Linked DNA regions of Mus musculus: region 2 is linked to region 1. Evidence: chromatin contacts called from public HiChIP or PLAC-seq data. All regions are on one chromosome and are shown on one strand. The core of a region is the stretch at or near the end of the contact, and the rest is flanking DNA. Distances in the headings are between cores, read along the strand shown.

Region 1 (6,722 bases), core at 1,015-3,514:
GCTTCTTTAAGAACCGTAATCTTTGGTACAAAAAGCCAGTTTACTAACAAATCAGGACAAACGAAAGCAACATATCTGTGAAAGAAAAAAACAACAAACAAACAAATACCCCATCACAATGATTCCTTTTGATGCAAGTCCTCAGTTCAATGTCCCCTAAAATCCGATGCGCTAGTGTCATTAACGCTGTAATAAAATACCCTCAAAAGGTAACTCACGAGAGTCTATTTTAGCTCAGAATTCCAGCTTACTCTCTACCACATCCACAGTCAGGATGAGATGAGAACGAAGGCTCACACACTTGTGTCCAGCTCCAGTTCTCACACAGTTCAAATGCCCTGTCTAGGGGAGGGTGCCACCCACAGCAGGCCGCGTCTTCCTCTCTCAATGAGCTTAATTAAAACAATCCCTCACAGACATGGCCACAAGCCAACCCAATATAGATGTTCCCTATCCCTTACTGAAACTGGGAATTCTAGATGATATTGGGGTGGCAATCAAAGTTAGCCACCACACTTAACGATGAGCACAAATGAGCAAGTATAACACCATTGTTTAGCATCCGGAAGAATGTGTGTATCTGTTCAATAAACATTTAAATTAGCAAAGTTTTTATCAGAATAGTTTGGCTCCTGGCTAAAAGAGAAAATTTAAATCAGAATGGAGGTGCCCATCTGTAAGTCTCACATTCAGGAGCTCAGGCAGGAGGATCACTGAGTTGAGCTCAAGGCAAACCTATCTCAAAACAAACAAACAAAACTAGATTAAGTCTTCCAGGTGACACTGAGCACTGTGAGAGGTTTCTCTGTACCTGTAACAAGACAAGCTAAGCTGAAGCTCTGGAGAATCTGGAACTGCAGAGATCACAAGACTGTAAGCCGACTTAAGGGAAGAGGCGGCCACTGTTCATCCTATGTCCCTATAGGATTCCACAGATGCAGCTTAACATGAGAATCCAGTAAAAGAAAGGCTCCGTGGGGACTGTTCACAGGGTAAAGTGCTCGCCAAGCAATAGTGAGGACCAGAGCTTGGATCTCCAGCACCCCTATAAACACGAGGGTGACACTGAATGCTACCCTGATTCCTAGCCAGTTGTCCCTAAAACAAGCTGAGTAGGCAGACTTGCCTAATTGGCAGGATCTAGGTTCAAGTGAGGTACTCTGGCTCAATACACAAGATGGAAAGCCATGTCTGAAGATGGCCAACATCACCTCTCACCTACAAACACACACTCACACTGCATACACATTCACACGCAAAACAAAACTAAAGGGTTTTGGCTTTTTAATGCTCCTGTTATAAATGATCAAGAGGAAGAATGGTTAGAAAAATGGCCATCTTCTATTTTAATGTTCCTCAAAAAATACTACATTAAAAAAAGAAGAAGAAAGAAAGCACAATCTGAAGCAATAGAGCACAATTTCCAAAATAATCCCAGATCTTCAGACTTTCAGGGTCTGCAAGTGTGGGGATCAGGAACCTGCATTTGTATAGAAGACGAATCACCGTGCCCACTAAAAGGTGAAAGTGGTGTCCTTTCTAAATCCTAGCTAACTCAGCCTATGTGCTTTTCAAATAAACTTTTAAGTTTGCAACTTAGGGGTAGAGAGCCTGCATTTCCTCTGGTGGTACTCATTCGCAAGAGTTAAACAAAAACCCTGGGAGGGATCAAACTACAGAAAACTGGGCTGCAGCCACCAGGGTGAAAACCTGTATATGCAGACTGGTCCCCCAACTCTACACGTACTTCCCGTGAGAAGCTCAAAGGGCCACTGTTGAAAGAGTGTGCACTTGGGTAAGTCCAAGCCTAAGATGCCCTGGGTTTTCGTCCAGAGTTAATTCGGTGGTCACTCTTTCTATCTTGAGCCACAGACGCACAAAGTAAGTCAGTAAGTAAAAGAAGAAAGACTAGAGATAAAAATCCCAGTGTGGTGGAGAACTCCTCAGCCTGGTCCCTACCCGGGCGGCAGTACCTGCCAGCAGCTTCTCCTTCAGCCGGTTCAGCAGCTCGGCTGAAGTGGGCCCTTTGGGCTTGTGCACGGCGAACACGCCGCTCAGCGACATGAGCTTAGCAGCCAGGGCGGCCTTGGAGGCCGGGGCTTGCGATTCAGTCCTGGCCGCTTCCGCCACCGATGCTGCTACAGAGGCCTCGGCTGTTCCTGAAGTGTCAGGAGCTGTGTCCACAATCAGAGGTGAAACCACCTCTGCCTCTGCAGCTGCCATGCTTTCACGGCCTGGGCCAAGAGGCGAGCAGAGATGACACCGATGTGTTGCAAGGCCTTCTGGGAATTGTAGTCCATAGGCTCGGTATAGGCCAATGGCTTGCTCTGGCATCTCGGAGTTCTGCTGGAACCTTTAATATCTCTGTTACCAAATGCTCTTAGTCGTGAAGAGGTACATTGGAGTTGCCGCTGTAAACTATCCAACGCAAACACCTAATTTGTGTATTTGAGGTAGAGTCACTTCCTTTCTGTACCGCCCCCCCATAACCTGCATGTGTGTGTGTGTGTGTGTGTGTGTGTATGAATTTTGAATTTTTGACTGCAGTTTTTGACAGTTCTAAAAAAAATGTTAATGTTCTTTTGGAGTTTCTATTCCTTTATAGGAATCAAAAACTATATATGGTTGATCCATTCGTGGTGGTGCATGAAGGGCTCTCTAACAGGCATGGCAAACATGGCACCAACAGGCTTTACTCTTCTTCCCCTTTTCCTTCTCCCCTGCTAAACTGTAGGTTACATTCCTAAAGCTAGCCCCAAGGTCCATTCAGTTATTTGGCCACTGTCTCATTCCTGAGACAAAACATCAAGGACCAACAATCAAAATTCATTGTTTGACTAATGTGTCCGATCAGGATTTACCAACTCACTCTAGCATAAATTCCCCCTAGCCCCCTACAGTGAATGCCTTTAATCCCAGCATTTAGAAGTCAGAGGCAGGTGGATTTCTGTGAGTTCCGGGCCACCCAGGGTAACATACTGAGACCTTATCTCAACAAACAAACAAGTAAAACCCAAAACAACAAAAACGCCTATGGTTTAAATTAATATTTAAACTCTTTGCAGACCTCGCATTAGGCTGTCCCTCTAAGAGAGGAAAAAAAAATCCTTTTACTTCTTCCCCAAATGCATTAAATGGAAGTGTGGTTATTATGGGATAGCCACTTTGTCTTCTTTGTTTCCCCACATTGCCTTACAGCCATTCTTTCTCATAGTGCTCTGCCAGGCTAACATTCTTCCCTAATGATGCCTCATTGCCTAATGATCCCAGTCAGGGGATGCCAGTTACACGTCTACCATTCACGCAACAAATGTATGTCAGAGGAATCATTACAGATAGAGTATTCTGGGCATTAGAAAAATCAAGCTCTAATTTCCTAAAGTAGCCAACATCTTACACATTGGACAAGCCTTTAACTCACAGGTCATTTTATTTAATATTATATTTCAGACTGACTAAGACAGTCTGCCATCTCTCCTTCCCTCTCCCCCACCCCCACCATATCTCTTTTCTGCTACCCTCTAATCTATGTTCTCTGTTCTCTAACTGTGTGGTGATTTGGATAGGAATGGTCCCCACAGCCTCATAGATTTGAATGCTTTTTCATTAAGGGAGTGGTGCTACTTGACAAAGATTAGGAGCTATGGCCTTGTTGGACTAAGTGTGTCACTGGGGTGGGTTTGGAGGGGTTTCAAATGCTCAAGCCAGTCTCCTAGTCTTTCTCCCTCCTCTCCCTCTTCCCCTCCCCCTCTCCTCCTCTTCCCCTCTTCCTCTTCCTCTCCCCCTCTCCCTCCCTCTCCCTCTCTCCCCTCCTCCTCTTCCCCTCTCCCTCATCTCTCTCCTCTCCTCTCCTCTCCTCTCCTCTCCTCTCCTCTCCTCTCCCTTTCCCTCACTCTCCCTCTCCCCCTCCCCCTCTTCTCCTCTTCTCCTCTTCTCCTCTCCTCTCCTCTCCTCTCCTCTCCTCTCCCTTTCCCTCACTCTCCCCCTCACTCTCTCCCTCACTCTCTCCCTCACTTCCTCCCTCCCTCCCGCCTGCTAATCTGGATGTAGACTCTCAGCTCTTTCTCCAGCACCATATCTGCCTGCATGCAGCTATACTTCCCACCATGATGATAATGGACTAAACCTCTGAACTGTAAACTAGCCCCAATGAAATGTTTTCTTTACAAGAGTTGCTGTGGTCATGGTATCTCTTCAGAGCAACAAAGCACTGATTAAGACAGTCTGCTTCTAATAAAGCATTTCACATTGTTGGCTTAAACTTTCTATTTTGACCCAGTCTCCAAAACCCTCTGGATGAAGTGACCCACTTGTAGAACATAGCACCTCCTTTCCCTCTCTCTTGACAACACTTTCCTATCTCCATGGAAGCTCATGTTCCTGCTTAATTTTTTTCCATGGCACCGCCTCAACTGACATATTACATACTTTACTAATTTTGTTAATGTCTGACCTCCTTTGTTACAATATAAGCTTCATGAGTACAAGAATCCTTTGTTAATTTCAGCCTCCAGGGCCTGGGATAGCATCAGATACAGTGCTCGATCAACGTTTTGAACACAAATGTATCTGACAGCTCCCATAGAAACCTCTGCAAAGGGAGAGTAGGGACAATCTCCCTGAGAGTGGAAGTCTAGCATGTAAAAAAATAGATATGTGTTACAAATGTAGCTTGCCATACATGTGTTCAAATGCCTTTATCTCTTTTAACATGTGTGGAGCTTAGGGGAAAAAAAAACTACCTGTGTCATCTAAGAAGGCTCTTTCTACTGGATGTGGTGACACACTTTTAATCCCTGTACTCAAGAGAGGCAAAGGAAGTTAGTTCTTTGTGGATACAGGCTAGCCTGGTCTACAAAGGGAGTTCCAAGGCAGTCGGGATATACAATGAGGCGTTGTGTAGTGGTCTGGATGAGATGTCTCCCACAGGTTCAGATTTTTGAATACATGGTCTCTAGTTGGTGGCTGTTTGGGTAGGCTTCAGAAGTGTGGCCTTGCTGGAGGAGGCATGTCACTAGGGACAAGCTCTGAGATGAAAAGCCTTGCATAATTCTCAGACTTCACTCTGCCTTCTGCTTGTGGTTCAAGAGCCTAGCTCTGACTCCCTGGTCCAGCCTGCTGCTTGCCCCTAGCTTCCCATACCTTTCTAAGGTATAAATATGTGTAAGAGTTTTACTTTGATTGCACATTCCTTTTGTGATTAGGAAAACAACTGCAGCGAATAAAACTTAAAATTAAGCAAGGAATGTTTTTCTTTTAAAAAGAAAAGACCCGTGACAAAAGACTGATCTTAAAAGCATCGTAGACATGTAGGAGTAAGGCCAAAAAAAAACCTGATGCCCAGTGACCCAGGAATGGGAAGAGATCCCAGGGATGGACGTTCAATGAAAACAAAAGGAACTTTTAAAAATATGGAGAAAGAGAGAGTTGTACCATGTATGATAAAGACGAGGGGTTGGGCAAAGATAAAGATGGAAGACAACATATTTTCTCCATCAGGAAAAGTTTAGGGTAGAAATGGGAAGAGCAAGAGAGAGAAATGTCCTAGGAGCTGAAAAGATGGAATGAGACTCCATGCTCAAATAAGATTAGTGCTCCTGGGGCTGGTGAGATGGCTCAGCAGGTAAGAGCACCCGACTGCTCTTCCAAAGGTCCAGAGTTCAAATCCCAGCAACCATATGGTGGCTCACAACCATCCATAACAAGATCTGACTCCCTCTTCTGGTGTGTCTGAAGACAGCTACAGAGTACTTACACATAATAAATAAATAAATCTTTAAAAAAAAAAAAAGATTAGTGCTCCTGATCTAGAGGTAGATAGATAGATAGATAGATAGATATCTAGATAGATAGACAGATACATACATACATACATACATGGAGGGATACATACATACATACATACATACAAATTCAGATAGATGATAAATAGAATGAACTTTAGATAGATAGATACATACATAGATAGATTCATAGATAGATACATAGATAGATAGATAGATAGATAGATACATACATACATACATACATACATACATACAGGGAGGGAGAGAGAGATACATACATACATACATACATACATACATACAAATTCAGATAGATGATAAATAGAATGAACTTTAGATAGATAGATACATACATAGATAGATTCATAGATAGATACATAGATAGATAGATAGATAGATAGATACATACATACATACATACATACATACATACATACATACATAGAGGGAGGGAGAGAGAGATACATACATACATACATACATACAAATTCAGATAGATGATAAATAGAATGAACTTTAGATAGATAGATACATACATAGATAGATTCATAGATAGATACATAGATAGATAGATAGATAGATAGATACATACATACATACATACATACATACATACATACATAGAGGGAGGGAGAGAGAGATACATACATACATACATACATACAAATTCAGATAGATGATAAATAGAATGAACTTTAGATAGATAGATACATACATAGATAGATTCATAGATAGATACATAGATAGATAGATAGATAGATACATACATACATACATACATACATACATACATACATAGAGGGAGGGAGAGAGAGATACATACATACATACATACATACATACATACATACAAATTCAGATAGATGATAAATAGAATGAACTTTAGATAGATAGATAGATAGATAGATAGATAGATAGATAGAGACTGAACTTCAT
Region 2 (7,395 bases), core at 3,655-6,154, 520 kb after region 1:
AAATGCTGGACCCCTAATGCCTGTGTCTGGGCCAGGATGGTGGTCCTTGTCCTGGCCTTGGGATGCTCGTCAGCTCATCCCTAACTCATCTCTGGTGGCGAGGTCCTTACTGTAGTCCCCACAGTCAGAACAGGTCCATCCAGCCGTGGAGGGCAGCCAAGGATCTGGAGCAAACTTGTGGGTGTGGACAGTGACTCACAGCTTAAGTCTTTCCAGGCTGCAGGCTGCACAGCCAGGTGCTGCGGTCACTGCAAGAGAAGCAGATGTCCGCTGGCCACTGTACCATCTTGGCAAGCGCCACCCCTCCCCCACACACCTCCTGAGGCCTGACCGTGACATTAGCACTGATCTCAATGGAGCTTCCTGGTAGGGAAGCAGCTGACATGGCATTTTCGCGGTCAGTGTGGCCCCAGAGTTTTCCACAGTGGGTTGTTCCCCAGGGAAGTTTGCATGACTGCCTTGGGTCATCTAGGACCATGGAGCTTAGGAGTGAGTAGCTGAGATAAGAGACCCCAAGGGGCCACAGATTCCTAAAATATTTGCTGGCTGGCCCTTTGGAGAACAAGCAGAACTGTGGCTCTTGGTAAACCCTGCAGCTCACAGTGGCTTCTTCCTTGTCTCCCCCTCTGATGATAGCTGGTTATTTCAGCACTGAAATCCAGTCTCCTGCATCTTTGGTTAATGATTTTACCGTCTTCGGGTTACTGTTGCTGTGAAGAGACACTGTGAACCAGAAAGCAAGTTGAGGAGGAAAGGATTTATTTGGCTTATACTTCCATATTTCTGTTCACCATTGAAAGAAGTCAGGATGGGAACTTAAACAGGGCAGGAACCTGGAGGCAGGAGCTGATGCAGAGGCCATGGAGGGGTGCTGCTTATGGGCTTGCTCATCATGGCTTGCTCAGCCTGCTTTCTTACAGCACCCAGAACCAACAGCCCAGGGAAAGCACCACTCACAGTGGGCTGGGGCCTCCCCCACTGATCACTAATAAGAAAATGCCATATAGCTGGGGTCTTATGGAGGCATTGTCTCAGCGGAGAGTCCCTCCTCTCAGATAACTCTAGCTTGTGTCAAGTTGATGTAAAACCATCCAGGACAATCACAATCTTCGCATCTTGATGCTGGTGCTTAACACAGTGGACCTTATGGTGCTGATACTGAACAGAGTGGTTCTTCTTCCTTAGTCCTAAGACGTTAGCATCTCTGTCCTTCGGTATCTAATGGTAAGTCGCTGTGTCTGGGATTATAGGACATACACATGGGACTTTGATGTTTTTATATATTTTTTGTAACATTTTTTTTAATTAGATATTTTCCTCATTTACATTTCCAATGCTATCCCAAAAGTCCCCTATACCCACCCCCACAATCCCCTACCCACCCACTCCCCCTTTTTGGCCCTGGTGTTCCCCTGTACTGGGGCATATAAAGTTTGCAAGTCCACATGGCCTCTCTTTCCAGTGATGGCCGACTAGGCTATCTTTTGATACATATGCAGCTAGAGACAAGAGCTCCGGGGCACTGGTTAGTTCATATTGTTGTTCCACCTATAGGGTTGCAGTTCCCTTTAGCTCCTTGGGTACTTTCTTTAGCTCCTCCATGGGGGCCGTATGACCCATCCAATAGCTGACTGTGATCATCCACTCTGTGTTTGCTAGGCCCCGACTATTTTTTTCTTTAGGCTAGTAAATACAGACATTTACCGAACACTTCATGTTGCCCAGCACAGTTTAACCCTCTGTGTTTGCAAGTGACAGACGTTTCTGCTTTTTTTTTTAAATACTACAGCCTAGACAAATTGTATTTGGGTTTCTATTGCTGTGAAGAGACACCATGACCTCAGCAATTCTTATAAAGGAAAACATTTAATTGGGGCTGGCTTATATTTTCAGAGGTTTAGTCCATGACTGTCATGGCTGGGAACATGGTGGTGTGCAGGCAGACATGGTACTGGGGAAGGAGCTGAGAGTTCTACAACTTGATCTGTAGGCAACAGGAGACTGACACACTGGGAATAGCTTGAGCATATATGAGATCTCAAAGCCCACCTCCACAGTGACATACTTCCTCCAATGAGGCCACACTTACTCCAACAAGGCCACACCTTCTCCAGCAAGGCCACACCTTCTCCAACAAGACCATACCCACTCCAATGAGGCCACACCTCCTAATAGAACCACTTCCTCTAGGTCAAGCATGCAAACACATGAGTCTGTAGGGGCCATTCCTTATTCAAACCACCCCGTGAGCCCAACCATCTACGGTCACATGTCCTCTCAGGCTGCTCGTCTCTGCCTTGCCTCTGGGGTGCTGGAGTGCTCCAGGCACACTGCTCGGGAGAGGCAGAACGCAGTCTGTGATGGGGAGTACCAGCCCGTGTTTTTCTGGGTGAGAAGCAGTGAGATCAGTGGTGGAGGTTGTGGTTCTCAATCTCCTGTGTACCCAGACACCACTGGGGACCACAGGGAGCTGAGAACAGTGGTCTCAAGGTTTGAGCCGTGAGGAATCTGGTTTGGTTCTGAGTGAGTGTCCAGAATACGGAGGGGCTGGAAGAGAGAAGGCTTTCCTTCTCTTGAAGATTTGGGTGTGGCTCTTTACAGCAAAGGCCTCCCCCTGGGTGATCCTTAATGAAGGAGCTAGTCCTTGCTGGTCTCTTTTGTCGTATGGCAGATGTGGGCTGTGCCACCAGACAGAAGAACTGGTAAGGTTGAAGCAGCTTCAGAACCCCAGAGAAACTCAGAATTGAGAGCGGCAGGCTTGGAACTAGCTCACTGCCAGGCTCTACCCATCCTGGAAGACGTCACCATGACACCCCACGAGAGGACCATAAGCACCGGTCACATAGCATAAAACCTGGAGTTCTCCCTCTCCCCGCATGAAAGGTTAACCCTAGTTGCTCCCAGTATGCTCCATCTGAAGCTGTTGGCTTTGTTTGTGCTACAGATTCCAGAGAGGAAACAGCCCACCGTTCCAAAGATCGAGTCCCCTGAGGGCTACTATGAAGAGGCTGAGCCATTTGACAGATCCATCAATGGTATGTCCGAGGGGCTGGCCCAGAGGGTCTAACTGCTATAGCCCACAGGCTGCTGCTGACTCGTGATCTGGTGACAGCTCACCTCGGGCTCTTAAGCAGAGGCAGGCGCAGTGAGTGACAAGACACAGGAAATGACCTCACTGAGAACCGGCCATGCAAAGCATTCATCCTTTGGTCAGCGTGAAGTGTGCAGACCTTGCCTGCCGGTGAGGAAGGGCAGGGCATGGCCACCGGAACAGCTTCCTGTATCCACGGGGTTCCAGCCTCTTGCACTGGCTGTTGCAGCACTGAACACAAAGAGGTGGCATAGGAGAGGTGTGCGGGTTAAGGGGCCTGCGGGAATACATGTGGAGGTCAGGCTGAGTTTGGGGGGGGAAGCATTCACGTTCTTTTTCTGGGTTCAGTTACTAAGCTCCCACCAGCAGGATGAGAACACTTGAAGCCAATGGAGGGAGCACAGACCACAACATATCAGATTATGTTTGGTGATGGCTATTAATGCAGAAAACAGGACAGTGACTCAGCTTACTGCAGGAAAGCAGGTATTCCAATACCGACACTATGACCTCAGGATGAAGGGAGCTATGGGAAAAAGATCGGGCAGGTAACTGCAGGAGCAGAATTCTGGGCAGAGAGCAGAAGGGTTCTTTAGTCAGAGAAGAGTCCGCTGTGGCAGGGCAGGGCCGGGTGAGTTCAGAGGCGAGCGGAGTGGAGCGTACAGAAGGGCTGCAGAGAGAACACACTGAGGACTTTGGTTTTTCCTGGAATGGGACTGTAAGCCTTTCTTTGCAGGGCAGCTCATGACTGGCCTGGCTTAGGTTTTGGACATATTGCGAATGGGCTATCCGCCCTGAGCTGAATGCCAGGATCCCAGTCTTCTTGGCCAAGGTCCTCAGCTTACAGAAGCTGGCCTTTTGTCACTATCATGAGGTACCTGGGATAAATAACTTCTGAGGTGAAAAGGAACTTTAGGGCCACAAGTTTAGGGCCTCTAGTTCAAGACTGGGCAGGCACATTGTTCTAGGCTGCATTGGGACTGTAAGAGGCCACGTGCAACGTGATCACCTCAAAGCCAACAAGCAAAAGCAGGGTTGGGAGCGATCCTTTGGTCCCTTTTGAGGACACCCCAGTACCAACGGCCTCTGACAAGGCCTCACTGTTTTATCTGAGCTTTTTTTAAAGTAAGGAACCTGTTTATTTTTATCTGTCTGAGTGTTTTGCCTGTACATGTTTGTGCCTCGTAGCCAAGGAAGCCAGAAGAGGGCGCCAGAGTCCCCTGGAATTAGAGTTACAGGTAGCTGTGACCAGCCTGTGGGTGATCAGAATCAAACCTGTGTCCTCTGTAAAATCAGCAAGTGCAGTTAGCCACCAAGCCATCTCTCCAGTCCCCCCAAAACTCTCAATGGTCCAGAGTGTCTCTCAGTAACACCACACCGGGGACAAGTCGTCGATCAATGTCCCTCCAGGGCAGCACCATCAAGATTAGCATCTCCTCAGCCTCTCCTTTGTGAGACTGCTCCGTAGTCGTCACACAGCACTTGGCAAATGTCGAAGGTGAGGGTGGGTGCCCGGTGGTGGGGACGAACTTGGCTGAAGCGGGTGAGCCTTGTACACTTCTTCAACAAGAGGGACTAGAGTGAGTTGGGACCTGGAGCTGTGACTTGGGTTTTTCTCTTCCTTTTTAACCTATGGCACTCCAGTCCCAGGAACCGCGTGGGAGGCGAGGGCTTGTCGGGGGCCCAGGGTATTATAAGCGGTTGGCACTGTGGGCAGATGAGCTTCACCTTAGCCCACGGAGCCAGTGAGGTGCTGGGGAGTCACAGCCAGGCTGTGATTTCAGACCCAAGCCAACCAAGGGCGTGGCGATGCTGTCTGGGTGTATCCTGGAGGCAGAAACAGTGACTCACTAGTGAGCACCTCTGTGTATCTCCTCTCCTGGGTGTGGCCCCTGCCAGCCAGGACCTGTCTCCCAAACACACAGGGGCAGACTTTTCAACTCCACACAAACAAGTGGTCAGAAACACCCAGCCCCTTGCTGTTTGCTGCTTGCCCGTGCTTACTGCCTGGCCAGGGGCTTCCCACTGTGTCAGTTCTGACTCACCCCAGGGAGTGGGCCAGAGAAGTAGGGAGTGGGAAGGCTGCCCATCTCTCCTGCCATCATGAGGTCTAGGGACAACTTGGGAAGTTGGACATCCTTGTGACCTTTACCTGTGTGGCCAGCCAAATAGCCCTCACTTCCTGTCTGCTGTCCCCACACCTGCTTGAGCAGGGTGACCTGGTCTTAGCAAAAGGAAGGGTGAATAGGTATAGGGGTTGCTCCAGCTGGGTAGCTAACAAGATTGTGCTAGCTTTGTAGGTAAGGCCAGCTGCTGGGACTCTGTCCTGCTTCAGCAGTAATGTCCCAGCACTGTCCACAGAGCAGGGTCCTCTCTCTAACTGAGCACGCTGCACGTTCATGCTTGAGACATTACCGTCTCTCTGTTTGCCCAAGATGTCTTCGTCCTGATGCTGGGGGAAAAGACCATTTGCTGTAACACATAGCTCTCAGGCATTGGTTTCTACTCTGAGCAGCGTGGCATTTCTGATCCTGTGTAATGAATACTTGGGCGCCTCTAATCTTTGGCTCAGCCACCCTCCAGGGCAAAGAGGGACTAAAAAATGCCTGCCCGTTTCTTTTCTTTCTTTCTTTTTTTTTTTTTTTTTTTTTTTGGTTTTTCGAGACAGGGTTTCTCTGTCTAGCCCCAGCTGTCCTGGAACTCACTTTGTAGACCAGGCTGGCCTCGAACTCAGAAATCTGCCTGCCTCTGCCTCCCAAGTGCTGGGTGGGATTAAAGGCATGTGCCACCACCGCCCGGCTGCCTGCCTGTTTCTTAAAGGCACTGCCCAGACATGATGCAAGTCATTCTGTCCACACCCCTCTGGTGAAGACTGGCGGTCACCTCTAGTGGTCATGTGAACAGATCTCATGAATGACATCCTTGGCCTCTCCTGAGAAGTCCACGCCTCGGAGGAGACAGCAGTAGCTTCGGGTGCAGCAGTTCTCAACCTTCCCAATGCTGCAGCCATTTAATGTAGTTTGTCATTTATGGTGACCCCCCAACCATAAAATTATTCTCGTTGCTACTAAATATATATAATTTTGCTACAGTTATGAATCATAATGTAAATACCTATGTTTACTGGTGCTCTTAGGTGACCCCTGTGAAAAGGTCATTCAATCCCCAAAGGGGTCACGACCCACAGGTTGAGAACCACTGCTCCTAGCGGTAGGCAGCCACATATCACATCTGAGTCTTTGTGTAGACTATGCCTCTCTCTCTTCATCCTCCCCTTCCCTCCTCTCCTCCCTTCCCCCTCTCTCCCACTTTCCCTCCCTCCCTCTTCCCTCCCCTCTCCCCCTCCTCTGCCCATACCTTTGAGCTTCAACCACACAGGTCATTATGGAGCATATCTTCCCACTGGAGTCCCCAGATGGACACGGTTGCCTGAAGGAGTCCTTTACGCCACGATCACCTTGGGTACTGCTTGTCCTCGAGTTAGAGTGCCAGTTTGTTTCCTGCTTGTTACCTGCTCTGAGATGGGTGCATGCCCTGGGAGGCTACTGCCTTCTTCCTGTCCCCATGGCTGGTCCTGCATGTCCATTGTCATACACTCTCCTGCCCGTGGGACCTGAAAACATGGGTGAGGACCTGCTGCCGCACATTCCTCCTCTCACCACACCCCTGCAAGTCAGCGATCCATGCTAAGGAAACTCAACACAGGGGCTGTCATCCTTCCTGAGGCTAAATACAACATTAATATATTTGCCCTAAAAATTGCCAAGCTACTCCTGGCACTAGGATTAGCTTTTCTATCTCAGCTAGCTTCTGGCAACCTCACAGCACCAGAGCTCCTCGGGAAGCATGCAGGGCCATCTCAGAGGCACACACTGGGTGCTAGGGACATGCAGGGTCATCTCAGAAGCACACACGGAGCACTGGGGACATGCAGGGTCATCTCAGAAGCATACACGGGGCGCTAGGGACATGCAGGGTCATCTCAGAAGCACACACTGGGTGCTAGGGACATGCAGGGTCATCTCAGAAGCACACACTGGGCGCTAGGGACATGCAGGGTCATCTCAGAAGCACACACGGGGCACTGGGGACATGCAGGGTCATCTCAGAAGCACACACTGGGTGCTAGGGACGTGCAGGGTCATCTCAGAAGCACACAATGGGTGCTAGGGACATGCAGGGTCATCTCAGAAGCACATACCAGGCACTGGGGACATGCAGAGTCATCTCAGAAGCACACACTGGGCGCTAGGGACAGAGTGAGAGATTCGCAGTCTCTCTTGGCTCAGGTTCATTCTTGTTCT

The links. HiChIP or PLAC-seq counts read pairs in DNA pulled down with a chosen protein or histone mark.
Region 2: an H3K27ac HiChIP or PLAC-seq map of embryonic stem cells shows a contact between it and region 1, with 5 times the contacts expected there. The contact joins the enhancer-like site here to the promoter of Trub1 in region 1. A contact is called at or near these places in 2 of 39 promoter capture datasets (the C10 cell line and pre-B cells), 1 of 15 datasets of contacts at CTCF or cohesin (large pre-B cells), 6 of 484 Hi-C or Micro-C datasets (B cells, the HL-1 cell line, cortical neurons and 3 more) and 2 of 115 datasets of contacts at active chromatin or transcription factors (embryonic stem cells and large pre-B cells).

What each region holds. Positions count from the first base shown.
Region 1 is chr19:57,448,448-57,455,169 of GRCm38.p6, reverse strand. Trub1 (TruB pseudouridine (psi) synthase family member 1) reads right to left here and starts at 2,264. Exons shown (of 8, transcript NM_028115.3): 1 at 1,974-2,264. The coding sequence starts at 2,223.
Region 2 is chr19:56,932,875-56,940,269 of GRCm38.p6, reverse strand. It overlaps Afap1l2 (actin filament associated protein 1-like 2), which reads left to right. Exons shown (of 19, transcript NM_001177797.1): 5 at 2,945-3,035. Among named protein-coding and RNA genes, the nearest start is that of Gm38597, 41 kb to the left of the region's middle. Within about 2 kb of position 4,904, at least 55 of the 459 cell types and tissues checked have an H3K27ac peak or open chromatin away from gene starts, as enhancers often do. A contact at or near this core is called in the HL-1 cell line and embryonic stem cells, where this site is marked.